Regions from separate parts of the Mus musculus genome. Here region 2 is linked to region 1. Evidence: chromatin contacts called from public Hi-C data. All regions are on one chromosome and are shown on one strand. Each heading gives the region's core, a stretch centred on a gene start, on an enhancer-like site or on the middle of the called end of the contact. The rest is flanking DNA. Distances are from core to core; before and after follow the strand shown. Region 1 holds the start of 4930401G09Rik (RIKEN cDNA 4930401G09 gene). Region 2 has its middle 30 kb from the start of A930005G22Rik.

Region 1 (4,125 bases), core at 778-3,277:
CCCCCCCACCTCCATTGTTGCTCTTTGGTCTTATTTTTATGGGTTTTTTTTTTTTTTAATTTGCTTATCTGTGTGTACGAATGTTTTGCCTGCACGTATATATATCCGTGCACCACCTGCAGAACTGAAAGCAGTTCCAGCTCGTGAGCGGCCCTGCTGGGAATAACCACTGAGCCATCTCTCTAGCCCCCCTCCTATCTCTAAGGTTTTGATTGCTAGGTTTGGTTTGGATTTTGTTTTGTTTTTGTTTTTGTTTGTTTTGAGGCAGGGTCTCCTGTAACTGGAGATGGCCTCAAACTTGTTTGTTTGTTTTCTAGACAGGTTTTTTCTGTGTAGCCCTGGCTGTCCTGGAACTCACTGTAGACCAGGCTGGCCTTGAACTCAGAAATCTGCCTGCCTCTGCCTAAGTGCTGGAATTAAAGGCATGTGCCACCACTGCCCGGCCCTGTCTTTCTTTTCTTAATTTTAACTATATACTGTCTTATCTACAATTAGTGTGCATGTGCGGGTGTGTGAGGATGCACAGGTATATGCAGGTGAACAGGTGGAGGGATTACACAGATGTGTGTGTGCAGGTGCACAGGCGTGTGTGTATATGTGCGCGCGTGTAGGTAGAAGCCTGAGAATAACCTTGGGTATTGTTCTTTAAAGACTGGAGCTTTTTCTTTGGCAGGCCTGAATCTCACGAACCTCACCAACTAGGCTACAGTGGCTGTCGAGCCCTAGGAGTCCTCTGGTCTCATTTCCCAAGTGCTGGGATTTTCACTTTTCCTCCTTCTCTTTCTTTTTTTATTATATTATATTATTTTATTTTAATTTTCTCCACATGGGTTCTAGGAATTGAACCTGGGGTCTGAATGCTTGTAAGGCAAGCACTTTATTAGCTGAGCTACTGCCCAGATCCCTGACCTGCGGTTATTAAAGAAGACAGAGGGGTGAGGTGAGAGGTGAGTCATTGATTAAGGCACTAAACATGAAGCCTAAGCCGGGCGTGGTGGCGCACGCCTTTAATCCCAGCACTCCGGAGGCAGAGGCAGGCGGATTTCTGAGTTCAAGGCCAGCCTGGTCTACAAAGTGAGCTCCAGGACAGCCAGGGCTATACAGAGAAACCCTGTATCAAAAAACCAAAAAAAAAAAAAAAAAAAAAAAGAAAGAAAAAACAAAAAAAAAACCAAAAAACAAAAACAACAAAAACATGAAGCCTAAAAATCTTAGTTCAGTTCCCTAAGACCCACGTGGTGCGAGAGACAACCAACTCCTGAAAGCTGTCCTCTGATCTCCGCTTGCACTGACTACTGAACTCTCTTGCTTGCTCTCTCACTCTCTTGCTCTCTCGATTTCTTACCAGAGATGGTAAATAAAAGTTAGGAAAAAAACTAGGTGGAAGAGGAGGAAGAGGAAGAGGAGGAGGAAGAGGAGGAGGAGGAGGGAGAGACTCAGGAGGCTAGGGCAAAAGGGTGGGAATTTAAGGCCAGCCTGAGCTATATAGTGAGACCCTTACTTAAAAACAAACAGGGCTGGGGCGACTGCTCAGTGGTTAGAGCCCTGGCTGTTCTTCCAAAGGACCAGGGTTCAATCCCCAGCACCCGCATCGCAGCTCACAACTGCCTGCAACTCCACAGCATCCAACGCCCTCACACAGACACACACTTAGGCAGAACACCAGTTCCCGCGAAATAAAAACAAAGAAGTCATTAAAAAGAAAAGAACAACCAACCAACCAATGAAGCAGCAAACAAACCAAAAGCTGAGGAGGTGGCTCAGGGCCTGCAGCTCTGTTAGAGAACCCGAGTGAGTGAGTGTGTGTGTGTGTGTGTGTGTGTGTGTGTGTGTGTGTGTCCCTGCCCCCCACTTCAGACAACTCACCACCACCTGAAGATCAAAGGGAATACCAAGCAGGGCAGTAAATCAACTGTCAGGTGAGTTCTGAGTTATGCAGATTTTCAGGAAAGGTTCCTGCCTTCTGCTCTGTGCCCAGTTCCTGGGGGAGGGATGGGACTTTTCTTCGTATTTCTTATCTACTCCCACTCCTACAGGAAATGAGGATTCTCAGAGCTCTCTGACTGGATCTCCTGTAGCCCAGGCTGGCCTTGGTTTTGCTACGTAATGACCTTGAGCCCCTGATTCTCCTGCCCCCGCCTCCTGAATATTGGGATAACAGGCATTTATTACCACAGCTGTTTTTATCACAGTGCTAGGGACAGACAGAGCGCAGGCCTTGTGCAGTTAGGTAAGCACTTTGCTTTGTCCCAATTCCTTTCTCCTTTTCTTTTCTAACTTATTTATTTGTTTGATTGTTACTTAAAAATTTTTTTTTTTGCGGTGCTGGAGATTGAACCCAGGGCCTCAGGCATGCTAGGCAATTGCCAGACTGCTGAGCTACATCCCCAGCCTTCTTAATCGTAATTTGTCCATGTCTTGTTTTTGATACGGGTTCTTACCACGAAGCCCCAGCTGGCCCTGAGTTTGCAATGTCCTTTCTGCCTCTGTCTTCTATTGCTGCGTTTAAAAGTACATGCCTAGCGTTTATTTCCTGTTTTGAGACAGATCTTACCAAGTTGCCCACACTAGCCTGGCACTCAATCTACAGCCTGGAGCTGGCCTTGAACTTGTGATCTTTTTGTTCCAGAATATAGAGTCGTTGGAATAACAGGCCTGACTAGAATAACTGAAGACTCCCATCCCTCACGCACCCAGGGATTCACTATACATAGTGACAGACCCTGCTGGCTTCAAACTGACAGAGATTCTCCTGTCTCTGCCTCCCCAGTTCTGGGATGAAAGGCATGTGTTTTGGCCTGGAATTCTTCATTCTCCTGCCTTAGTTTCCCTGGTGCTGGGATAATGGGGGTGGGGGTGGGGGGAGCACCACCATGCCTACCTTGAAGATTTCTTGTACCAATGTGAGGAAGATGAGAAGCCTCAGAAGAAGGCCGGAAGAAAGAGCCCCCGGGGTTGAGCCGACCTCTCTCCCTGTATTCCTTTCTCAGGTTTCACCTCCCTCCATCTCCTTCCAGGAACCTGAGAGGAGACCAGCCACGTTGAAGGTCGAAGGCAGGACTTCCCTGGCCCAGGCTTTTGGGCGGCGCCCGCCTAGGAGGAGCCTGCCACCCACTGGGAGCGAGCGGTACTGCAGGTGCTGGACACCCACCCCCTACCCAGTCCTTTGACTGATTTAACTCTGCCCAAAGGGTTCTTGTCCTCATGTGACTTACAGTCTATGGAACTGACAAGAGCGACAGAAATCCCGGTAGCAGCTGAACAGCCTTGGATCTTTTTTTTTTTTGGATGGGAGGATTTTTTAAAACAACACAAATAGTATACATTCATAGCCAAATGTTTAAAAAGAAAAAAAGCCCAGATATAGCTTTCCTCAAACATGTGCATAGCAGCTACACAAACTGTAGGCAGCCTTTCCGTCTAAAAAATGTTTAAATACAATGTGGTAGGGACTCATTTAATGTATTTTCATAGACTTTTTTTTTTTTTTTTTTTTTTTTCGAGACAGGGTTTCTCTGTGTAGCCTTGGCTGTCCTGGAACTCACTCTGTAGACCAGGCTGGCCTTGAACTCAAAAATCCACCAGCCTCTGCCTTCCAAGTGCTGGAATTATAGGTGTGTGCCACCACTGCCCGGTGACCATATTTTTTACATCATTATTAATTTTATGTATATGAGTGTTTTGCCTACATGTACCATGTGCATTTCTGGTGCCCGTGGGGACCAGAAGAGCGTGTTGGATTCCCTGGAACTGGAATTATGTAAAGTTCTGACCCACTATCTGGGTTCTGGGCCCTTTATTATCCTCTGCCAGAGCAGAAAGTGATCTCCACCAGTGAGCAGCACCACAGCACTGCAAAACACATCCTCACATGCCTTAGATTCGATTTTCTTTGTGTGTGTGTTTTTTTTCGAGATAGGATTTCTCTGTATAGCCCTGGCTGTCCTGGAACTTACTCTGTAGACCAGGCTGGCCTCGAACTCAGAAATCCGCCTGCCTCTGCCTCCGGAGTGCTGGGAATAAAGGCATGTGTCACCACTGCCCAGCAGATTCGATTTTGTTTTCTTTCTGAGACAAGATCTCATGTAGATGAGACTAGCCGTGTAGCACGGGATGACCTTGCCT
Region 2 (3,849 bases), core at 1,123-3,622, 39 kb before region 1:
TGCCGTTTCGCTTTGGTGAAATAGATTGAAGTCCTTGTGGTGACTAGTACAGGTGCAGTCATAGCCGAACTGGGAAGGGCTGCGGGGCTGTAGTGCACACCTTTGATCCAGCAGGCAGAGAGGCAGGCAGATCTCTGAGCTTGAAGCCAGCCTAGGGTAAGCACACTGACACCCTGTCTCAAAAAGACAACAGCCCTGGGAAGAGCTCTAAGGCTAGGTAGGCGTCCCTCACCTGGAGAGTGGGAGAGCAAACAGTGGGACACAGGCAGGAAGCAAATACTGCTCAGCCAGTGGCAAAGGCGGCTCCAACCCACAGCAGGGAAAAAGCCTCAGATGTGGCTGTGTGAGGCAAAACAGCGAGACTCACGGTACAGACTGGACAATTCCATCCGATGATGTTCAAGAACATTTACTGAGAACTTGGGCACAGACGGCACGCTAGTGACTGCTCCCTGGGAAGGCAATGCCAATCAGTTCATGAGAAACTTCTGGTACAACGGGAACATTCTATATGCAGTCTCTCAGCAGTCCCCGTAGGTTAAAAACTTGCCAGCAAATTTATCCAAGTTTGGGACAAGAAAACAGACTCCACAGTTAAGAGTGCTTGCTGCTGTTCCAGGGACCCAAGTTCAATTCCCAGCATCTACACTAGACTATTCACAGCTGCCTATAGCTCCAGCTCCAGGGTATCTGATGTACTCTTCTGGCCTCTGTGAACTTGTCTAGGTCCTAGAGCATTTGTGTGAGCACACACACACATATGCATAAATGAAGAATACATCTTTTTTAAAAATCCATTCATGTTAACATATATATATATGTTACTATGTTATTGTTAATAAGCTAAATTAAAAAAATATTTCAGTCTAGCCAAATGTGGTAAGTATTCACCTTTAATCTACACACTCAGGAGGCACAGGCAGGAGGATCTCTGAGGTTAAAGTCCAGCCTAGTCTACATAGTGAGGCCTGGTCTCAATAACAGTCAAAACAATGATAATAATGACAGTTCCAGTTGTTGTTATATCCCTTCTATAATTTTAGCCCTTGGGAAGCTGAGGCAGGGTGATGGAGGATCATAGGCTACCCTGGGATACATTGTGAGATTTTTTTTTTTTAAGATTTATTTATAAGACAGGCATGATGGCACATGCCTTTAATCCCAGCACTTGGGAGGTAGAGGCAGGCAGATTTCTGAGTTCGAGGCCAGCCTGGTCTACAAAGTGAGTTTCAGGACAGCCAGGGCTATACAGAGAAACCCTGTCTCAAAAAAAACAAAAAAAATTTTTTTTTTTAAAATTTATTATTCTATGTAAGTACACTGTAGCTGTCTTCAGACACTCCAGAAAAAGGCATCCGATCTCATTACAGATGGTCGGATTGTCGTAAGCCACCATTTGGTTGCTGGGAATTGAACTCAGGACCTTCGGAAGAGCAGTCTTAACCTCTCTTAACTGCTGCGCCGTCTCACCAGCCCAAAAGTGAGAGATCTTGCCTCAAACAGCAACAGCCATTTTTTTTCCCCACTTAAACTTGGGAAATGGAAACATGAGGACCAGAAATTCAAAGACAGCCTTTGATATGACCATGTTAGTGCACAGCTTTTGATATGACCATGTTATTGCACGGAGCTTTGGCACGGGGGTGGAGGTGGGGGAAAGAGGGAGAAAGGGAGAGAGAAGGAAATGTTACATAGTAGTTCATATCTCAGGGTGTGGTTCAGCCCTAATATATAGAGTTCAGTCCCCAGCATAATAAAAAAAATTGAATTCAATTTAGTCTAGCTAAGTAATATTCGAAGGCCTGTGGTCCTAGCTCTTGGGAAACCCAGACAGGATGTTGAATTTGAAGCCAGCCCAGGCCACACTGTAGGTACCAGGCCAACCAGGGTTACAAGGAGTGGTCTGGCAGGGAGGGGGTGGGGGTGGGAGGTTGGGGGGGATGATGAGGGGGTTGGGGGGAGTGAAGGTGGAGTTCAGAGGGTGTGTGCCCAAGCGGTTAAACAAAAAGCAAGCTCATAAACAAAAATCCCACAGGATGATGGTAAATGTCGTCCTCCCTGTCTCCTGGGGTACCAAATAAGATCCGAGATACTTGAGTGAAGTTTGAATGTCAGACCAACAACACGTGGCATAAGCATCCCCTGTACAATATTTGGGACTTTTATTTTTTGCTTTTATTATCTGTCGTAAGCAGGAATTTAATCGGGCCTTCTCGATTTTCGCTCACTAAATCTGGCGATCGCCACCCTCCCGGGACCCCGCTCTGTCGCAAGCCCGTGCCCACCGCAGGGCGAACGCCCCGCGCCGCGCAGCGCCGCAGTCACGCCGGGGCCGCAGCCTGGCAACGCTGCCACAAAGGGAGCCCGGGAGGCGGAATCTTTCCACATGCCTGATCAATGGGGGCACGGAGACGGCGGCGCAAACAGGCCCGAGACAGCCGCACAAAGAGGAGGCCCCTCGGCCGCTCCCGCCTCGCATTGATCCCTCTCCTTTGTGGCTCGGACAACGGGAGAGGCGCCTCGTGGGGACTCGGTCTATTCTCATTAGGGGCGAAGGCCCTCGAGGACCCTTGGCCCCCAGCCCTTAGCAGCAATCCCTTCTAGAGCCTCTGAGACAAGGGTCTGGGGGTGGGGGTGGGGGTGTCCCGGGTCTATCTGGGGACAGGGTGGGGTCGAAAAGTGTCAATAGTACAAGTCACCCAGACCCCGCCCCCTGAGGACCCCCCAGTCCGCTCTAGCTAGCAGGTTTGCTCTGTCCCCCCTGGTTACTGGCAAGACCTCCTCGAATCGTCTACTTTTATTTATTGAGTAAATATTTATTGAACGTTTGCTCCAAGCTGTTCCCATTCCCTCCCACCCCAGAAGACCACTTGAACTAGCCAGTCCCTTCTGAAAGTATCACCTCTCTGGGAAAGCATCTTTGGCCCATCTCCCACCTCAGGTTGGACAGATTGGGCCCCACCCCCACCCCGGGGCCTTTTCTAGCTCCCTGCTCGCTTTTCAATCACAATAGGGGCAGCTAACAATTACCCAGCACTTACTTTGCCTATAGCTCCCAAGCATTTGACATGGCTGGCTCCTTTTTTTGGTTTGTTTTTAAGATGGGACTTCAGTGTGTATGTAGCCCAGGCTAGACCTAAAGTCTGTAGCCCAGGCTGGCTTAAAAATGGTAAGCTCCCTGCTCCAGGGTTCCTATAACTCATAAAACATCCCCCCCCCCCCAGATTTGGGCTGCTATGACCTCCATTTTTGAGCGACAGAAATGAAGGCTGGTATACTGGGGATTGGGGGTGTACAGGACCCAAAGCCACATAGCTAATAAGGGGCATATCTATTATAATTAGCTGGGCAGCTAATCCATCGGTCCATTTTTGTCTGTTTCTCCAACAGAGGCAGTGACCTTGGCATCCAACAAGACCAGGGTAGCTGTGAACTATTTCCTAATCTTAACAACTTAGGTTTAAGAACCAAACTGAGTTCCAGAGGCTGAGAAGATTTGCCTAGTAGGCTCTGGGTCTGGGTCTGTCCCCAGCACTAAAAGGGGGCCAGGGGAGGGGTTGAAATTGTTGCTGAGCCTGGAGTGGTGGCTCACACCTTTAATCCCAGCACTGGGGAGGCAGAGGCAGTTGGAGCTTTGTAAGTTTGAGGCCAGCCTGGTCTACACGGGGAGACCCTTTCCTCCTCAACTTGCTTTGCTTTTTTGGTCATGATATTTTATTGCAGCAATAGAAACCCTAGCTAACACACACACATGAAATAAATATTTTTTATAAAAAGATTTTTTTTTCTGAGCAATGAGGGGAAATTAATATAGTTTCTGCCCACAAATGAGGTTGAAATCAGACTCTA

The links. Hi-C and Micro-C count contacts between places; a contact is called where the count stands out from the background.
Region 2: a contact with region 1 is called in a Hi-C map of nephron progenitors, with 2.1 times the contacts expected there. The contact joins the enhancer-like site here to the promoter of 4930401G09Rik in region 1. A contact is called at or near these places in 6 of 39 promoter capture datasets (embryonic stem cells, frontonasal cranial neural crest, maxillary cranial neural crest and 3 more), 1 of 15 datasets of contacts at CTCF or cohesin (embryonic stem cells), 8 of 484 Hi-C or Micro-C datasets (cerebral cortex, embryonic stem cells, forebrain and 2 more), 9 of 115 datasets of contacts at active chromatin or transcription factors (craniofacial prominence, embryonic forebrain, embryonic hindbrain and 4 more) and 3 of 9 other capture datasets (adipose tissue, liver and pancreatic islet).

Annotation. Positions count from the first base shown.
Region 1 is chr5:115,358,025-115,362,149 of GRCm38.p6, reverse strand. It overlaps 4930401G09Rik (RIKEN cDNA 4930401G09 gene), which reads left to right and starts at 2,027. Exons shown (of 2, transcript NR_163911.1): 1 at 2,027-2,230; 2 at 3,018-3,450. It also overlaps a transcript of Msi1 not described here.
Region 2 is chr5:115,397,149-115,400,997 of GRCm38.p6, reverse strand. It overlaps a transcript of Msi1 not described here. Among named protein-coding and RNA genes, the nearest start is that of A930005G22Rik, 30 kb to the left of the region's middle. Within about 2 kb of position 2,372, at least 104 of the 459 cell types and tissues checked have an H3K27ac peak or open chromatin away from gene starts, as enhancers often do. A contact at or near this core is called in cerebral cortex, embryonic forebrain, forebrain and 3 more, where this site is marked.